Linked DNA regions of Pan troglodytes: region 2 is linked to region 1. Evidence: chromatin contacts called from public Hi-C data. All regions are on one chromosome and are shown on one strand. The core of a region is the stretch at or near the end of the contact, and the rest is flanking DNA. Distances in the headings are between cores, read along the strand shown.

Region 1 (4,173 bases), core at 455-2,954:
ATTCTTGTCGCCCAGGCTGGAGTGCAATGGCACAATCTCGGCTTGCTGGAACCTCAGCCTCTCAGGTTCAAGCAATTCTCCTGCCTCAGCCCCCCAAGGAGCTGGGACTACAGGCGCGTGCCACCATGCCCAGCAAATTAGTAGAGATGGGGTTTCACCACGTTGGCCAGGCTGGTCTCAAACTCCTGACCTCAGGTAATACACCCCACTAGGCCTCTCAAAGTGCTGGGATTACAGGCGTGAGTCACCGTGCCTGGCCCTTATTTAAAAAAAAAAAAAAAAAAAAAAAAAAAAAGGCCGGGCGCAGTGGCTCACGCCTGTAATCCCAGCACTTTGGGGGGCCAAGGCAGGCGGATCACAAGGTCAGGAGATCGAAACCATCCTGGCTAACATGGTGAAACCCCGTCTCTACTAAAAATACAAAAAACTAGCCGGGCGTGGTGGCGGGCACCTGTAATACCAGCTACTCGGGAGGCTGAGGCAGGAGAATGGCGTGAACCCAGGAGGCGGAGCTTGCAGTGAGCCAAGATCGTGCCACTGCACTCCAGCCAGGGCAACAGAGCGGGAGACTCCGTCTCAAAAAAAAAAAAAAGAACTCAAACATGTTAAAGAAACACACCCACGCCCCGGGGGCTTTGCTCTTATCATTCTCTCTTCCTGGAACACTTCTTCACCAGATACCTGCTCTTTCTCCTCACTCCAGGTTTTGCTTAAGTGTCATCTCAATGACATCTCTTTATTAAGTGTCATCTCTTTATTTTCCATGTGTTCTACCTATTGATTTATTCATTCATTCACTGTTCTAGGGCAGGAGGCATCCGTGAAGGCAAAGATTCTGTCTGTTCTGCTGATTTCTGTGGTCCCAGCACCCAGAATAGTACTGCACGCAAAAGCATATCTGTTGAATGAATAATGTGTGAACGAATGCACTAGATTATGAATCGGGCACCGGCATTCAGGGAGCACGCCGGACTCTCATCACAACACTATAGCTTTAGTACTGAAAATTCCTCCGCCGGGCGCGCTGGCTCATGCCTGTGATCCCAGCACTTTAGGAGACCAAGGTGGGTGGATCACCTGAGGTCAGGAGTTTGAGACCAGCCTGGCCAAACATGGCGAAACCCCGTCTCCACTAAAAATACAAAAATTAGCTGGTGCACGCCTGTAATCCCAGCAACTCAGGAGGCTGAGGCAGGAGAATCACTTGAACCCGGGAGGCAGAGGTTACAGTGAGCCGAGATCACGACATTGCACTCCAGCCTTGGCGACAAAAGTGAAACACCGTCTGAAAGAAAAAAAAAAAAGAAAGAAAATTCCTCAGCAGAAGTCTTTGGGAAGGTCAAAGGTGAAACTCCGAATTGTTCTCAGCTGTGCTTTAACCATTCCAGCCCCCTGAGAGCCCCAGGGCTCGGTCCGCCGCCCTTCCTTTACATTCCTGAGCTCTGAAGTCCCCACCTCCTTTCAGCACCCTGAGTTCTTTCCTAGGATGGAATGGACTGAATAATGTTTTCCATGTTAGTGATGGGGTCCAAGAATGTCCATGACGCATGAGACCAGAGCTCCCAGCCCGGGGAATGGAACGCTGCTCTCTCTGGAGCCACCAGGGGGCGCCATTTCTCCACGGAGTTTCGCGAAGGCCGCGCCGCAAGAAGCTGCTCTCCCAGCAGGAGGCGAGGCTCTTTGCCTGTTGCAGGGTTGGGTATGTCGGCAGGATTTGGAAGTGCTCAAGCAGGTGGTGGGAGAGCTTGCTTTGATGCTCCCAAAGAAAGTGTTGCCCAGGTTCTCTCCTGCTTGTAATTAGACCTGTGTTCCACCCCAGACTTTGGCTGCAGCTGCGTGACCCTGGACAATTCACTGTGAATGTTGCAGCCGTGGTAATCTCATCCATAAGAACACTGGGACCCCATGGGATTGTGTGTGGACACAGTGAGATGAAAGCTTGCAGGCACCAACCATTGCTCTGAAATGGGAGCCAGTGATGGGATCAGAGTTTGTTAATTATACTACTAATCAACTGAGCCCTGGTTCTCAAAGCCTGTTACCTGGATCAGCAGCAGCACCTGCTAAATTCTGATGGCGTTTGATAGAAATGCAAATTCTCAGCCCCACTTCCCCCAAAGTCCTTGATTGAATTTATTAATCTGCCGGGTGTGATGGCTCACGCCTGTAATCCCAGCACTTTGGGAGGCCGAGGCGGATGGATCACCTGAGGTTAGGAGTTTGAGACTAACCTGGCTAACGTGGTGAAACCCCTGTCTCTACTAAAAATACAAAAATTAGCTGGGCGTGGTGGCACCTGTAATACAAAAATTAGCTGGGCGTGGTGGCGGGCCCCTGTAATCTCAGCTACTTAGGAGGCTGAGGCAGGAGAATCGCTTGAACCAGGGAGGCTAAAGTTGCAGTGAGCTGAGATCATGCCATTGCACTCCAGCCTGGGCAATAAGAGTGAAACTCTGTCTCAAAAAAAAAAAAAAAGAGTTTCTTAATCAAAAGGCCTGAGAATTTCAAGAAATGCAGATTCTCAAATCTTTCAATTGAGAAACTCGGTGGGGGTGAGTCCCTCAATCAGTGTTTAGCAAGCTGCCCACGTGCTTCTGATGCCTGCTCAAGTCTGCTTAGAGCAGTAGGGACTTCTCCTGTAGGGGTTTGGAACACAATACCCCAAATTACAGCACTTTGGCAAACTGAGCATTTGAAGCTGAAGGAATTTGAGGAAGCCATAGAAGCAGGAAGGTCACTCTCTGACCTTCTCCTGCCTTCCTCTTCTGCAGTGGGCCACTCAAGTTTTCTCTGACCTGCCTCTCCTGAAAGCAGGCCCCAAGCCCCTCATTCCAGAGGGGGTCCGGTCCTGTCCGTGGAGACAATGAAGACTAAACTCACAGGCCTTGCTAAGTTCCCACCGTGTACATCATTGGATCAAACCCTTTTGTCCTCCTGTGACACTGCTGCTTGACTGTCCATAAAAACACAGGTGCCCTGGGTCACGGTTCTTCACTTTGGAAGACTCCTGAGTCACTCAAAACTTGGGTTAAATAAATTTGTCATGCTCATCTCTTGTTAATCTGTCTTTAGGGGTGTTAGCCATGAACCTTGTGATGGGTGAGGAAAAGGTACTTTTTCTTCCCTACAGCCCTAAATCATAGTTAGTTAGGAGTGGAGCTGAAATTGAAAAAAAATTTAAAAATTAGATTTACTGCCTGCAAAGCTACAACCCAGGATATGGTGTGCGTGTATATCCCATTAGTGATGGACATGCCAAAATGCCGCCCCTCCCCCTGCTTTTTTTTTTTTTTTGAGACGGAGTCTCGCTCTGTTACCCAGGCTGGAGTGCAGTTGTGCCATCTCAGCTCACTGCAACCTCCTCCTCCCGGGTTCAAGCAATTCTGCTGCCTCAACCTCCCAGGTAGCTGGGATTACAGGCGTTTGCCACTGCGCCGGGCCAAAATGCCTCTTTTTCTTCTAGTTTAAACTTGTAGTTTTCTAGAACAGTGGCGCTCAACCGTGGCTACACATTAGAATCAGCTGGGGCTCTTTAAAAACTATATCAACCTGGGTGCGGTGGCTCACGCCTATAATCCCAGCATTTTGGGAGGCCGAGGCGGGCAGATGACTTGAGGTCGGGAGTTTGTGACCAGCCTGGCCAACATGGTGAAACCCCGTCTCTACTAAAAATGCAATAAAATTAGCCGGACATGGTGGCAGGTGCTTATAATCCTAGCTACTTGGGAAGCTGAGGGAGGAGAATTGCTTGAACCTTTGAGGCGGAGGTTGCAGTGAGCGCAGATTGCACCATTGCATTCCAGCCCAGGCGACAGAGCGAGACACCAACTCAAAAAAACAAACAAAAAAAAAACAACAAAAATCAAATGCTTGGTCGTCTCCCCAGACCAATTAATCCACAATTTCTGGAAGACCCTGTGCTTTTATAAATTCTTTTTTTTTTTTTTTTTTTTGAGATGGAGTCTTGCTCTGTCGCCCAGGCTGGAGTGCAGTGGTGCGATCTCGGCTCACTGCAAGCTCCGCCTCCCGGGTTCACGCCATTCTCCTGCCTCAGCCTCTGGAGTAGCTGGGATTACAGGCGCCCGCCACCATGCACAACTAATTTTTTTTTGTATTTTTAGTAGAGACGGGGTTTCACTGTGTTAGCCAGGATGGTCTCGATCTCCTGACCTC
Region 2 (4,173 bases), core at 813-3,312, 120 kb before region 1:
ATAATTTAGGATCACAGGCAATTTAGATTTCTGCTCATTGCAGAACCTGAAGCAACCTCTAGTGACAGGAGCTATAGTGTTCAATATCATTTTACATGTTACAAGCAGAGGCTTCATTGTACATACAAACAATGAACCCTGGCAGAGTTCTTCATCCTAAAGCCTCACAGATTGTTATTTAACGGTATTAATAGATAAGGTGACATAAGCAGTAAGTTCAGAAGAGCTTTTTCCAATAGCTATCAACATTTTTTTTAAGAGAGCAAAAACAGTATTCCCACATTTTCTGTTTCTTCTGTTCATTTTATTTCCCTGCTTTTGGTATCCAACAGAAGTGGTTTCAAATGAAAATCTTAAAATAATTATTCCAAAGACCAAGGATATTCTAAAAACCAGTAACAGTCTTTGCCTCTGAGAAGGGGAAACTGTAGGGTTTGGCGTGAAAGAGAGATTCACTTTTCAATGTGTTTGTACCTTTCCAATTGGATATCATTCGGTAGAACCATATTCTAAATGAGCATACATTTAAAATATTTTCAAGAACAAACAATTCACAAACTTACAGGTTTCCATTAACATTTTCGTTTGTGCAGCATTCGCTGAAGACCTAGGATTTTTATTCCTCCAATCACCTTCTCAACAACCTGCTGCAACAAATACTGAAGCTTTTTTGCAGCCAGGGATCAGTTAGGTGGATCCGAGGCCAGGCATTTAAATCAAAGAGATGCAGCAATCTTACTCAATACTACCACCACTCTCACGCATCTCATTCAACTCCATTTAAAACCACTGCAGCAAGACAGCTGGTACTCTCCTTCCTGTTTCTTTACCGTACAGGCTTAATAACAAAAACAGGTTGGTTTTGAAGCCCTGCTCAAATACTGCAAAAAGGAAGTCTTCGCATTCGGGAGGGGGAAAAAAGTTTCGACTTCGAGAGAATCTCATAGCTTCCGTGTCATTCCATTTGGGAATCCCAGATCCTGCTAGTGAGGTAGATGCTCGCTCTCTCGGTTAACTTTTCCACCCTAGATGCCCTCAAACTGCTTAGGAAGCAACTAAGTCTCCCAACGACCCATGGCTAGTTTTGTTAAGGCAGGTACAAGACAAGCAGTTTATTTAAACCGTGACGAACTGGGTCGATGTTCATAAAATGAGAGATAGGGAGAGCAAAAAAAAAAAAAAAAAAGTAGTAATAAAGACAGCCAAACCCCAAATTTAATCAACCAACTTCCCACTTCCCATTTCCCAGCCTTCACACCAGAGGTAGTAAAACGCCTTTTTACCGAGAAAACTAAGAACCTACCCGAGCCCAACATGAAAATTCCGCGGACAATTCGTGTTAAAATATTTTTTAAATGCCCAAGTGAGGAGGAAACACAGCAACCAAATCTCACCCGGCTGGGAGGCTGGGGTGGGGGGGGGTCCCCGCGGCTTTTCCCTCCCGTGCGTCCCAGTAGCTGCTAAGGAGCCGGGGCAGCAGGAGGAGGACGCGGGGAGCTTTCAAAAGGGCTGGGGGAGGCAAGAGGAAGAAAAAACTTTAGGGACAGAAGGGGAAAGTGGGCCCCTGCAGTCCCCCCGCAAACTCCTCGGGTGACCCCTCCGCGCGGGGACCCTCTCGGATCCCCAAGCGGACTGCCACCCAGCTTCGTCTCAGCTCCGACCGCCGCGGGCCGCCCCCCGGGCTGAGGGGAAGCGGCGCGGCCCCGACACCCCGAAACTACCTCAGCGCGTCCCCCGGCCGGCGCGCCCCTCAGTGCCTTGGCAGATCTGAAGCCGCTGGCTCTCGCAGCCTGGGGAACTCGCCCCTCTTCCCTCCGCCTCGCACTCCACCCCCTCGCCCGCCACCGCCTCCTCCTTTATCTCCACTCACCTCCCGCCGCCATTTTCCTCGCAGCTCAGCTTTAAATCGGAAACTCGCCGCTCAGCCCGCAGCCGCCGCCGCCGCCGCCACCGACTAAGCCGCAGCCGCCGCCGTCGCTGTGGAGCGGCTGAGGCAGCAGCAGCTGAAGTCGCCGCACGGGGGGCCACTGGGATATGTAGTCCCGAGGCCACGCCCAGCACTACCGGTCCCAGGGGGCCTTGCGCGGCCGGCCTAGGGTTCCAGCGCCCCCCACCCTGGCTTCCGCGGCGGAGGGCGTGGCGACATGGGCTCGTGCGGCCGCTTTCGCCCAGCATCAACTGGGAGCTCCCTCGGGATCCGGAGAACCGGAATGCAGTCCTAGCCCTGCCCTTAATTTTTTTCATATTTGCCTTCGTCCAGTAATACCTAACATTTGTGGAGCGTTTCTGGTATGCCAAGCACGGATCCTCAAAACAAGCATCCGGTAGGGACCATGATCATCCTCATTTTTCAGATGAGCGAACTGAGGCACAAGGTCGGAAGCCACGAGGCTGTTCCTTAGCTGCTAAAGTCACTGGGTGAAATGTTGTTGGGCAGCAGTATATTCAGGGTATATTTAGTCCCGAAGTATCATCCCACAGCGTATTTATGACTTACAATAAAGAACAGCTTGCTTTACAACGGGTGCCCCTTACCAAGTGATCGAACTTAGCACCACCAATAATGGGTCAGGACTGTTGTTATGTGTCTCCTAATATGATGCAGTGGGGAAAGCATATTGCTACCTCTGTCGCATTCTTGCCACATACACACACACAAAAAGCTTACCTGAAAAAATAAACGAATTCAGAATGTGGGACATTCTACACAACATCTAGCCTGGAGTCTTTTAAAATATGACAGCATGAAAGAGGTGAAAACCAAAAGCAATAGGTGAGACTTGATTGGATTCAGGATGTTTATTTATGTAAAAAGAATTTGGGGGGCAATTTCAATGTGGACTGTATGTTAGATAATATTGAGTCAGTATTAGATGTGTTGAGTGTAAATAAAATAGAATAATCTGACCACTTACCACCTCCACGGTCAGCACCTCATTTCCCACCTGGACCACTGCAACAGCCTCCTCAGTGTTCTGCCTGCTTCCACTCTTTCCCCTTACAGTCTATACTCAACACAGCAGCCAGAGGGATCCTGGTAAGAACCAAGTCAGTCTATGTCCCTCCTGCAAAATTCTTGCAGTAACCTGCAAAGCCCCATACAGCCCGTCTCTTGCCCTCCCCTTCCCTCTCTAAACTCATCACCTTCTTCTCTTCCACTCACTTCTGTAACTCGGCTACAATGGACTCGGCCTCTCCAACGTGCTTAGCACACTCTGGCCTTAAAGATCGTGCACTTGCTATTTCCTCTGCCTAGAACAGTATTTTCCCAGAAAATTCAAATAACCCATTCCCTAATCTCCCCATGGTCATTGTCCAAATGTCACTTATTCAGTGAGGCTTTCCCTAACTGCTCTATTTTAACTTCCTGCCCACTCTGATCCCAGCTTTCCCTACTCCTATTCCTTTCTTCATTTATTTTCAGAGCATGAATTATCATTAAAATCACGATATATTTCTGTTTACTTATGTTATTTAAAATATCTCATTTTGGCTGGGCGCGGTGACTCACGCCTGTAATCCCAGCACTTTGGGAGGCCAAGGCAGGCAGATCACCTGAGGTCGGGAGTTCAAGACCAGCCTGACCAATATGGAGAAACCCCGTCACTACTAAAAATACATAATTAGCTGGGCATGGTAGCACATGCCTGTAATCCCAGCTACTCAGGAGGCTGAGGCAGGAGAATCACTTGAACCTGGGGGCAGAGGTTGCGGTGAGCCGAGATGGCACCATTGCACTCCAACCTGGGCAACAAGAGTGAAACTCCGTCTCAAAAAAAAAAAGTAAAAATTAAAAAATTAAATATCTCATTTCTGGGCCGGGCACGGTGGCTCACACCTGTAATCCCAACACTTTGGGAGGCCGAGGTGGGCGGATCACCTGAGGTCAGAAGTTCCAGACCAGCCTGCCCAACATGGCGAAACCCCGTCTCTACTAAAAATACAAAAGATTAGCTGGGCATGGTGGCAGGCGCCTATAATCCTGGCTACTCGGGAGGCTGAGGCAGGAGAATCACTTGAACCCGGGAGGCAGAGGTTGCAGTGAGCCGAGATCACGCCACTGCACTCCAGCCTGGGCCACAAGAGCAAAACTCTGTCTCAAAAAAATATATATATATATATTTCCACCAGGGCACAGTGGCTCAGGCCTGTAATCCCAACACTTTGGAAGGC

What was found. Hi-C and Micro-C count contacts between places; a contact is called where the count stands out from the background.
Region 2: a Hi-C map of stem cell-derived neural progenitor cells shows a contact between it and region 1, with 2.2 times the contacts expected there. The contact joins the promoter of NCOA3 here to the enhancer-like site in region 1. A contact is called at or near these places in 1 of 7 Hi-C or Micro-C datasets (stem cell-derived neural progenitor cells) and 1 of 1 datasets of contacts at active chromatin or transcription factors (stem cell-derived excitatory neurons).

Annotation. Positions count from the first base shown.
Region 1 is chr21:53,648,647-53,652,819 of NHGRI_mPanTro3-v2.0_pri, reverse strand. No RefSeq gene overlaps it. Among named protein-coding and RNA genes, the nearest start is that of ZMYND8, 20 kb to the right of the region's middle. Within about 2 kb of position 1,704, at least 10 of the 24 cell types and tissues checked have an H3K27ac peak or open chromatin away from gene starts, as enhancers often do. A contact at or near this core is called in stem cell-derived neural progenitor cells, where this site is marked.
Region 2 is chr21:53,765,843-53,770,015 of NHGRI_mPanTro3-v2.0_pri, reverse strand. NCOA3 (nuclear receptor coactivator 3) reads right to left here and starts at 2,062. Exons shown (of 23, transcript XM_016938072.4): 1 at 1,871-2,062.